2 separate regions of the Ovis aries genome follow, and region 2 is linked to region 1. The links are chromatin contacts, called in public Hi-C maps. All regions are on one chromosome and are shown on one strand. Each heading gives the region's core, a stretch centred on a gene start, on an enhancer-like site or on the middle of the called end of the contact. The rest is flanking DNA. Distances are from core to core; before and after follow the strand shown. Region 1 holds the start of WDR45B (WD repeat domain 45B). Region 2 holds the start of HEXD (hexosaminidase D).

Region 1 (3,735 bases), core at 569-3,068:
TTCCCGTCCTTGCTATCTTAAAGCTAATCTACAGAAGTGTGTCCACTCAAACCTTCTGTTTCCCACAGGAAGAGAAAGAAAAGCGGCAGCCGGATTACAGAGACGCACACTTATCAACACTTCAGAATCTCGAAACTAATACAACTTATCTTTGGGAGAAGATAAGTCAAAAGTTCAAACAATTTAAAGTTATGAGCAAAGGTTTCTAAAGCTAAAGTTTCAATGAGAGTGCTAAAAATTCGGAATAAAAATTAAAAGTCAACAGAAAAACAAAATGTAACTAACTCAATAACCTGGCATACATTTTAATTATAGGGAATTAAGCTAAGGGTAAGCAAAAGGTTAAGTATAAATGCATTTTTTTTCCAGCAACACTTTATAAAAAATTATAAACTTCACTGGTTTCTAAAATAATTAGCTTTATTGTGAACCTCAATTATTATACCGAAACCTACTACAAGGATTCCTCATCTGGCCCTAAGACAGGTATGTCTGCTTAGTCGCTCAGTCCTGTGTGTATAATCTTGGATTTAAATGCCACGGAGTCAGTAAGCTTTGTGTTTCCGGTTTGTTTTTTAGGACTGCCTCTCCCTGCCCTTAATATCAATCAGTCATTTCTTTCCATTGAAAGCACATTTCTTAAGAAGTTGCTACACCACGGTTAACTCCTTAATGAGTTTTCAACTATCAGAACCTTTTCAGAAATCTACTGGCTCTCCTCTGGAAATCAAAATCCAAAGTGTTCAGCCACACACTGCCCGATGCCCAACTTCTGGCCCCCAAAGCGGACCCTACAACCCTTGCGGTCCCCAGCCCGCATCCCACATTTTTCCCCTCGTCCAACTCCACTCCTCCAAGACTCTTCCCGCCCTTAACGGCTCCTCCCTGTAGGAAATCGCGGCCTCGCCTCAGTTCCCAGAACACACTTCACTGTCCCGGGGCCCTACAGTCAGAACCTTGGAGCCAGCACCCCACGCGCCCACGCGCTGACACAGCTGGGCGACCCCCGCCCGGCCTACGTAACTCTACCCCAAACTGGCTCCACAGACATGGATCCTGCAGTTCCTGCTTCTGGATCCTCTTCAAACGCGCTTCCAAAGCGAACCCTCAGAACAGACGCGGATCCCCCTCCCTGGGCTAGAGTGGGGCGCAGTCCGGCATCACGCAGGATTTCAGAAAGGCGAAAAAGGCCATCTCCCGAAAAGCCGGGCTGAACAGTCCGGTTGCCACCCAACAAAAGAAAAAAAGTGTGAGTTCCGCGGCATATTCTACGACAATCAGCAGAAAAGGTGAGGACCTTCGTGGACGAGGTCCTGGGCCTGCAGGGGCATTCTCACCTCGATGCGACCCCGTCCCGGCCGCTGGGGACCCTAAACCCGCAAGAAAGAACCGACGCCGCCCCGGAAAATCCCATCACTGTCCGACCTGGATGGGGGTGGGGGGTCAGGGCGGCGGGGAAGCGGCCTGGGCAGGGGGGAAAGGAGCGGCCTGGGGGAGGAGGGCGGCTTCAGGGGCAGGGGAGAGAACGCCAGGGGCAGGGGAAGAGGCCTGAAGCCGGTGAGAACGCCGCCGCAGGGCTGAGGGCGGGACCCCGCTAGGAGGGGAAACGGTGGGGGGGGGGGGGCCGGGGCCACTGACGGGCTCTCCTCACCATGGTCCTGGTTGAAGCCGGCGTAGAGCAGCCCGTTGCCGTGCGGGTTGCAGGGCAGGAGGTTCATGGTGCCGCGGGATCCACCGCGCCTCAGCGCCGCATGCCGCTCCGGGAGGTCGACCGCCGGGATCGGTCTGGCCAGCGCCGATGCTGCCGCGGCCGGAAGCGAAAGGCCCACCGCCTGCGCGCGCAGCCAGGGAACCGCGGAGCGCCGAGCAATCCACCCACGGCCTGCCGGGGGGGCAGGGAACGCCGAGAGCGTCACGTCTCCGGGGGGCGGGGCCGCGTCTGAAGAGGGAGGGTCGACTCGGCTTGGGGGCGGGGCCTGACCTGAGGGGCGGGGTCGCATCTCTGGAGCGCGGGGCTAAGGGTGGGAACCACCTGACTGGGTACGTGCCCCTCAAACCTCAGGAGCAGGCAGGACCCAGACTCTCATACTAACTCAAGCCCGCCCCCCTCCGGAAATCATGTAAATTAAGGAAAGAGATTTTCTTATTTTTAATTGATAAAAGGATAAGTATCTCAGTATAAATAACAATGCTTTGTGGAGTTTTTAACAGGTGTGCTAGTAAAATGTTCGCGAAAAGAGCAAAATGGGTGGAAGTGAAGAAATGGAAGTACAAATGTTCCTTGAACAATGCGGGGCCAGTTAACACGCAGATTTTTTTTCAAGAGTACACGACCCTGGTTGGTTAGATCCGCAGCTGCAGAACCGTAGATAGCAAGGATAAGAGGGAAGATTATAAATTAGACGCAGATTTCTTTACTGTGTGAAAGGCCGGTGTCCCTAACCCCTGTGTTGTTCGAGAGTCAAGTGTAAAGGAATGTCTAGACTCTCCCACCCCCACCCTCCACCTCCCCATAGAGAGACCCCCGCCACAGGGACACAGACTGCCCCCCAACCGAGGACCCAGAGCTACCCACAGACACAGCTGACATGGAACCCCCAAGGCACAGAGCCCCCTTCAGGACGCGCAGAACCTCCTACAGGGACACAGGGCTCCCCAGGACACAAAACCCCCCTAACAGGCACTAATCTGTTCTGTATTAAAACCCAGCTTTCTATTTGTTAAGAGGAAAAACACCTTCTAACGTTTTAACGGCGTAGGCCCCAGGAAGAGACTTCTCAGAATGCTTTTGGAATGTTGTCAGTGTCCCTGTGACCAAGTGTGTCTCCACTAGGGGCTGGGCATCCAGTGAGTTGTCTGTCTACTGTGGGGTTATTAAAAGTTTCTTTTAAAAGATAAAATGTACCAAGCAAGGCCAGGGAATTTAGCCACCAGTGGAAAAGAGTTGCACTCCATCTACCCATCAATGGACAGATACGTAACACCAGAGAGGCAAGAAGCGAACACCAGAGCCCCTTATGTCCACGTGGATGAACATCAAGAGAGTCAATTCCTAGGCAGGTTGATAAGTCTGGGGTCCCCGAGGAGGAGAAAGTGGTCTGGAGCCCTTGAGAAGGAGAAAGGGGTCCCAGGCCAGGGCTCTCAAGGAGGAGAAAAGGACATTTTTTTTTTTTCTACACTGCTTTGTATCAGTCAGTATAACAAAGTATCTTGCTCGAGGACATGTTTCTCCTTAACAAGAACCTTCTGACTAATCTCGTTATCTTAAGAAGTATGTTGTGGGAGTGGGTCTGGTAAGACCTTTCTATTGTTAGTTCTAATCTTGTTAATTTAAGATGTATGTTGTGGGAGTAGGTCTGGTTAAAGTATATAAGACCTTGATAAGAGGTGGGTTGGAGAAGGAAATGACAATCCACTCCAGTGTTCTTGCCTTGAGAACCCCAGGGACAGCGGAGCCTGGTGGGCTGCCGTCTGTGGGGTTGCACAGGGTCGGACATGACTAAAGCGACTTTAGCAGCAGCAGCAAGATGTGGGTGGGAGCACTCTCCGGCCCCCTTCTGATGTCTCTGTCAGAAGCTTTCTTTTTTTTTTTTGCACCAAAGGCATATCCTAGCTTTATTAAAGGGCCCATGCTACAGTCAATATAAAAACACAAAAAGTCCTATCAGTTTAATAATAATAAAAACCCCAAAAATGGAAAACTGAGGGGGCAAGGAAGAGGCCCCTGGGGCAGGG
Region 2 (3,735 bases), core at 734-3,233, 150 kb before region 1:
CCCTAGGGTACACACTCACACACAAAGTGAACTAAGGTAGTGAAAGTCGCTCAGTCGTGTCCATCTCTTTCAACCCCATGGACTATACAGTCCATGGAATTCTCCAGGCCACAATACTGGAGTGAGTAGCCTTTCCCTTCTCCAGGGGGTTTTCCCAACACAGGGATCGAATGCAAGTCTCCCACATTGCAGGCGGATTCTTTACCAGCTGAGCTACCAGGGTGAACTAAGGTAAACATGAACCAAACTCATTTCACTGAAACCACCAGCCAGCCAGGAAGGGAATGCAAGCACAACGGAAATGATTCAACACTAAGACACTTTCTGTACCACTGGGATTCACACTGCCTATGCAGAATTTGCAGGCATGTGTGCGTGTGCGTGTGTGTGCATACACACGTGTATCTATGTGTCTGGATGGTGTATACCCACTCAAATGTGTGTCTGTGTACATGTGTATGTGTTTTCTCATATGTGTAACTGAGCAGTCGTGTACTCTTGAGAAAAATGTGTAGGGCTTGAAGGACTGGCAGAAATAAGAAAAGCGATCCAGACATTCTTCCAAGAGGTGCACCTCGTGTCTTCAAGTCTATGATTAATTCCTGAAAAGCAGGGAGTTTGCCTTCTATTTTCATATGTCCCTCCACATTTCAAATTGCTATATATATAAAATCACACAGGCTTCCCTGCTGGCTCAGAGGGTAAAGAATCCGCCTGCAATGGAGGAGACCAGGGTTTGATCCCTGGGTTGGGAAGATCCCCTGGAGAAGGGATGGCTACCCACTCCAGTGTTCTTGCCTGGTGAATTCCATGGACAGAAAAGCTTGGAGGGTACAGTACATGGGGTTGCAAAGAGTCGGAGATGACTCAGCGACTAACACTTTCACACTTTTACTTTCTAACACACAAATTCCGATTAACTAAGTCTCAAGGTGGGCACAGCTGAGTCAGACCATATTGGGTGGATACATGCTCATTTTAAACAGGGAGCATAGATACCCAGGTCACAAAGACCCTCATCCTCACCCTTAGAACTGCTGTCTAGCCTCTAGCCCACCTGGTCTCCTCTAACTAGACAAGGGTGGGCCCCTAACTCCAGTGGGGCCAAAATTTCTCTTCCCCAGTAGGGCAGGGAGACTGCCAGCCCATCTCAGCAGCAGGGGCTGAAATCCTACTGTGGGCACAAAGCTGTTGACACCTTCGCCTCGGACACCCCGGGTGCTGAGACAGAAAGGGACAGAGAAGGAGGTAGAGTCAAGAGGGGAAAAAACAGCCTCCTGGACCAGATTTGGAAGCAATACTTCCCTGAGGTATCCTCAAAATAAGCACCTCTGTTCAGGGTAAGCTGGCCCAAATGCACACTGAGAATCTTGCCAAAACAGAAGTGGATTTGAAGCAAGGTCCATGGCCCATGGGGCAAGCACGACGAGAAAGTAATTTATCCTGAAGTGAATACACTCCGGCTCTGAAAGCTTTAGGCAGAATCCCCTCGAAGGCTACCTGATGAGATCATTTATTCATTCATCGGGTCCCCCAACGGAGAACCATATCGTGCACAGCCCTGAGAAAAGCACGCGGAGACCAGACGATGGGGACCTCTGAGTCCCAGTCCCCGTGCGTGGTCTCGGCACAAAGCTCTCGGCACAAAGCTCTCGGTACAAAGCCCTCGGTACACACTGCGGCGGAGGTCAAGGGTTTCCCGACCGGCAGCTCCGCCCGACCCCGCCCAACCCCTTCCTGCGCGGTCCGGGAGGGATTCTGCAGGCTACGCCCTCCAGACGACCACGCCCCTCTAGGCGCCCGATTCGCCCAACCACAAACCAGGCCCCTCGCGGCCAGGCCACACCCACACTGCAGTGCCTTTCCGGGAAAGGCCCTGCCTGCACCAGATCCACCTTTTTCTGACCGGGCCATGCCCACAGCCACACCACGCCACGCCCCTGTTAGGCCCCGCCCCTCGGCCAGGCCCCGCCCATACCACCGTTCGCGCGCTCCCGGCGCTATCTGGTACCTGCTCTGGCGCCGGCGCTCCGCCGCCCCGCTGCCCTCCGGGGCCTTGGGAGCACCCCTCCGCTGAGGTGCCATTAGCCACGCTGCCGCGAAGCTAGGCCGAATGCGGGAGCCGCCACAAGCCCGGGACGAGCGCTGCGAGAGGTAGCGCGAGGCCGGCGCAGCCGGGCACGCGAAGCGACACCCTCAGCCTTCAACCTCCGGACTGGTGACCAGGCCTGAGCAATCGGAGGTCGAGCGCCGAGCGGGGCAGGGCGGGGACCCGAGCGCGGACCTGGCTTGCTCCCCGCGGCGCACCTGCCTTGGCCGTACCCCGCCTCCCCTGACCTCCGGGGAACCTGACAAGCCTCCGAACCTTCTACTGAAGCGTGTCCTTGCCCCGCCGTGCGTGCTCTACCGGGGTCTCCAACTCCTCCTAGAGTCTGGAAGCCTTCTCCCCGCGGTGTCCAAGCCCTCCTCCCAGGGTCTCCGCACCCTCTCCTGTGGGATTTCCAACGCTCCTCTTCCTGGGCCCATGCCACACCTGAGGGCACTGGGTCCTGTTGGTGCTTTGTATCTGTGAGGCCTGCTGTTTAGTTTACAACATTCAATTTCCCGTCCAGTGGGCAAGAAGTAAGATCTTAACCAGTCCTGTCAAGATACCTAAGATTCTGAATGAGGGGAATTAGTGAGATTCATTCATAAGGATTAAGTCTGATGAAGGTGAGTAATTCATTGATACCGGGGGGGGGGGGGGGGAGTCTGGACTCATTGAATAAGAAAAGTGATCTGCCCAACAGTCCCCAAACTGGGGAAATCAGATGCCATCGCCTGGCAACTTACCTAGAAGTCCAAGAGACTGGGACAATTGCGGATCTACCTACCAGGTTGTCTGATAACAATAGTGACAATTGGCCCAAGTCTGAAATAATCATATATATATAGACCTCGTGCAGGAGGGAATCAAAGAACTACACACTTGAAAGAGGGAATACTGACTTCTCTGTATCCTTTCCATTTAGATTTTGCAGCAACTTACTTTGGTAAACAACTCTGAATGTGTCTGAAACAGGTAAGATGTCGGTGTTCATTCCTGCTGTAGGGCTATAGAAAAGTAAGATTTCTCTCTAAACACAAGGAAGCACACCCAGGACTAATACAGACTTCTCAGCTCAAAATTTTTTATTTTAACTCTATTCTCTGGAAAATACATTTGGGTTATAGTGGGAGAGGGGGTTGTTAGAGTTTTCTTTTTTATTATTTTTTCAAAATGTAAAGCAACTCAGCTTTGAAACATTTCAGTTTTTCAAAATGCTTTGTCTTAACTCATCCGCTTCTCAGATAGCAATTTAGGTAATTGCCTTAAGAACTTTGTCATTGAGATTGTTTTGAATATAATTTATTTTTTTCAATCAAACTGATTGATTTCTATGTGCGTTATGTTATTTTCTCTGCTATATTATAAAGTCCCTAAGGTCAGGGATTTATGAATCCTTGCACAGAATGAGTAGTTTGAATTGTGGAGCTGAATATATGACCAATATACAGAGATTTTCTTTCCTTTTCCTGTCTAATTCTATGTGTTTTATGCTTCATCCAGATACCTCCTCTAGTTTAACATAAACTAGTCAGCACTGATAAACTTGTGACTTACTTGTTTTTAAATTATCAATGGCCTATTTTAAATCCTAGACAGTTTTCTCTGACCTAGGATAAATTTTTACAGTTTCTCCCTCCCTGCAACCA

Evidence for each region. A called contact is a pair of places that touch in the nucleus more often than the background predicts.
Region 2: a contact with region 1 is called in a Hi-C map of liver, with 2.5 times the contacts expected there. The contact joins the promoter of HEXD here to the promoter of WDR45B in region 1. A contact is called at or near these places in 5 of 16 Hi-C or Micro-C datasets (blood, liver, mixed tissues and 2 more).

Annotation. Positions count from the first base shown.
Region 1 is chr11:49,682,348-49,686,082 of ARS-UI_Ramb_v3.0, reverse strand. It overlaps WDR45B (WD repeat domain 45B), which reads right to left and starts at 1,818. Exons shown (of 9, transcript XM_060394946.1): 1 at 1,652-1,818. The coding sequence starts at 1,718. It overlaps LOC101104512 (protein phosphatase 1 regulatory subunit 14B-like), which reads right to left. Exons shown (of 3, transcript XM_042256828.2): 3 at 3,677-3,735.
Region 2 is chr11:49,830,575-49,834,309 of ARS-UI_Ramb_v3.0, reverse strand. It overlaps HEXD (hexosaminidase D), which reads left to right and starts at 1,983. Exons shown (of 13, transcript XM_042256217.1): 1 at 1,983-2,712; 2 at 3,012-3,061. The coding sequence starts at 3,047. OGFOD3 (2-oxoglutarate and iron dependent oxygenase domain containing 3) reads right to left here and starts at 2,217. Exons shown (of 9, transcript XM_027974314.2): 1 at 2,012-2,217. The coding sequence starts at 2,085.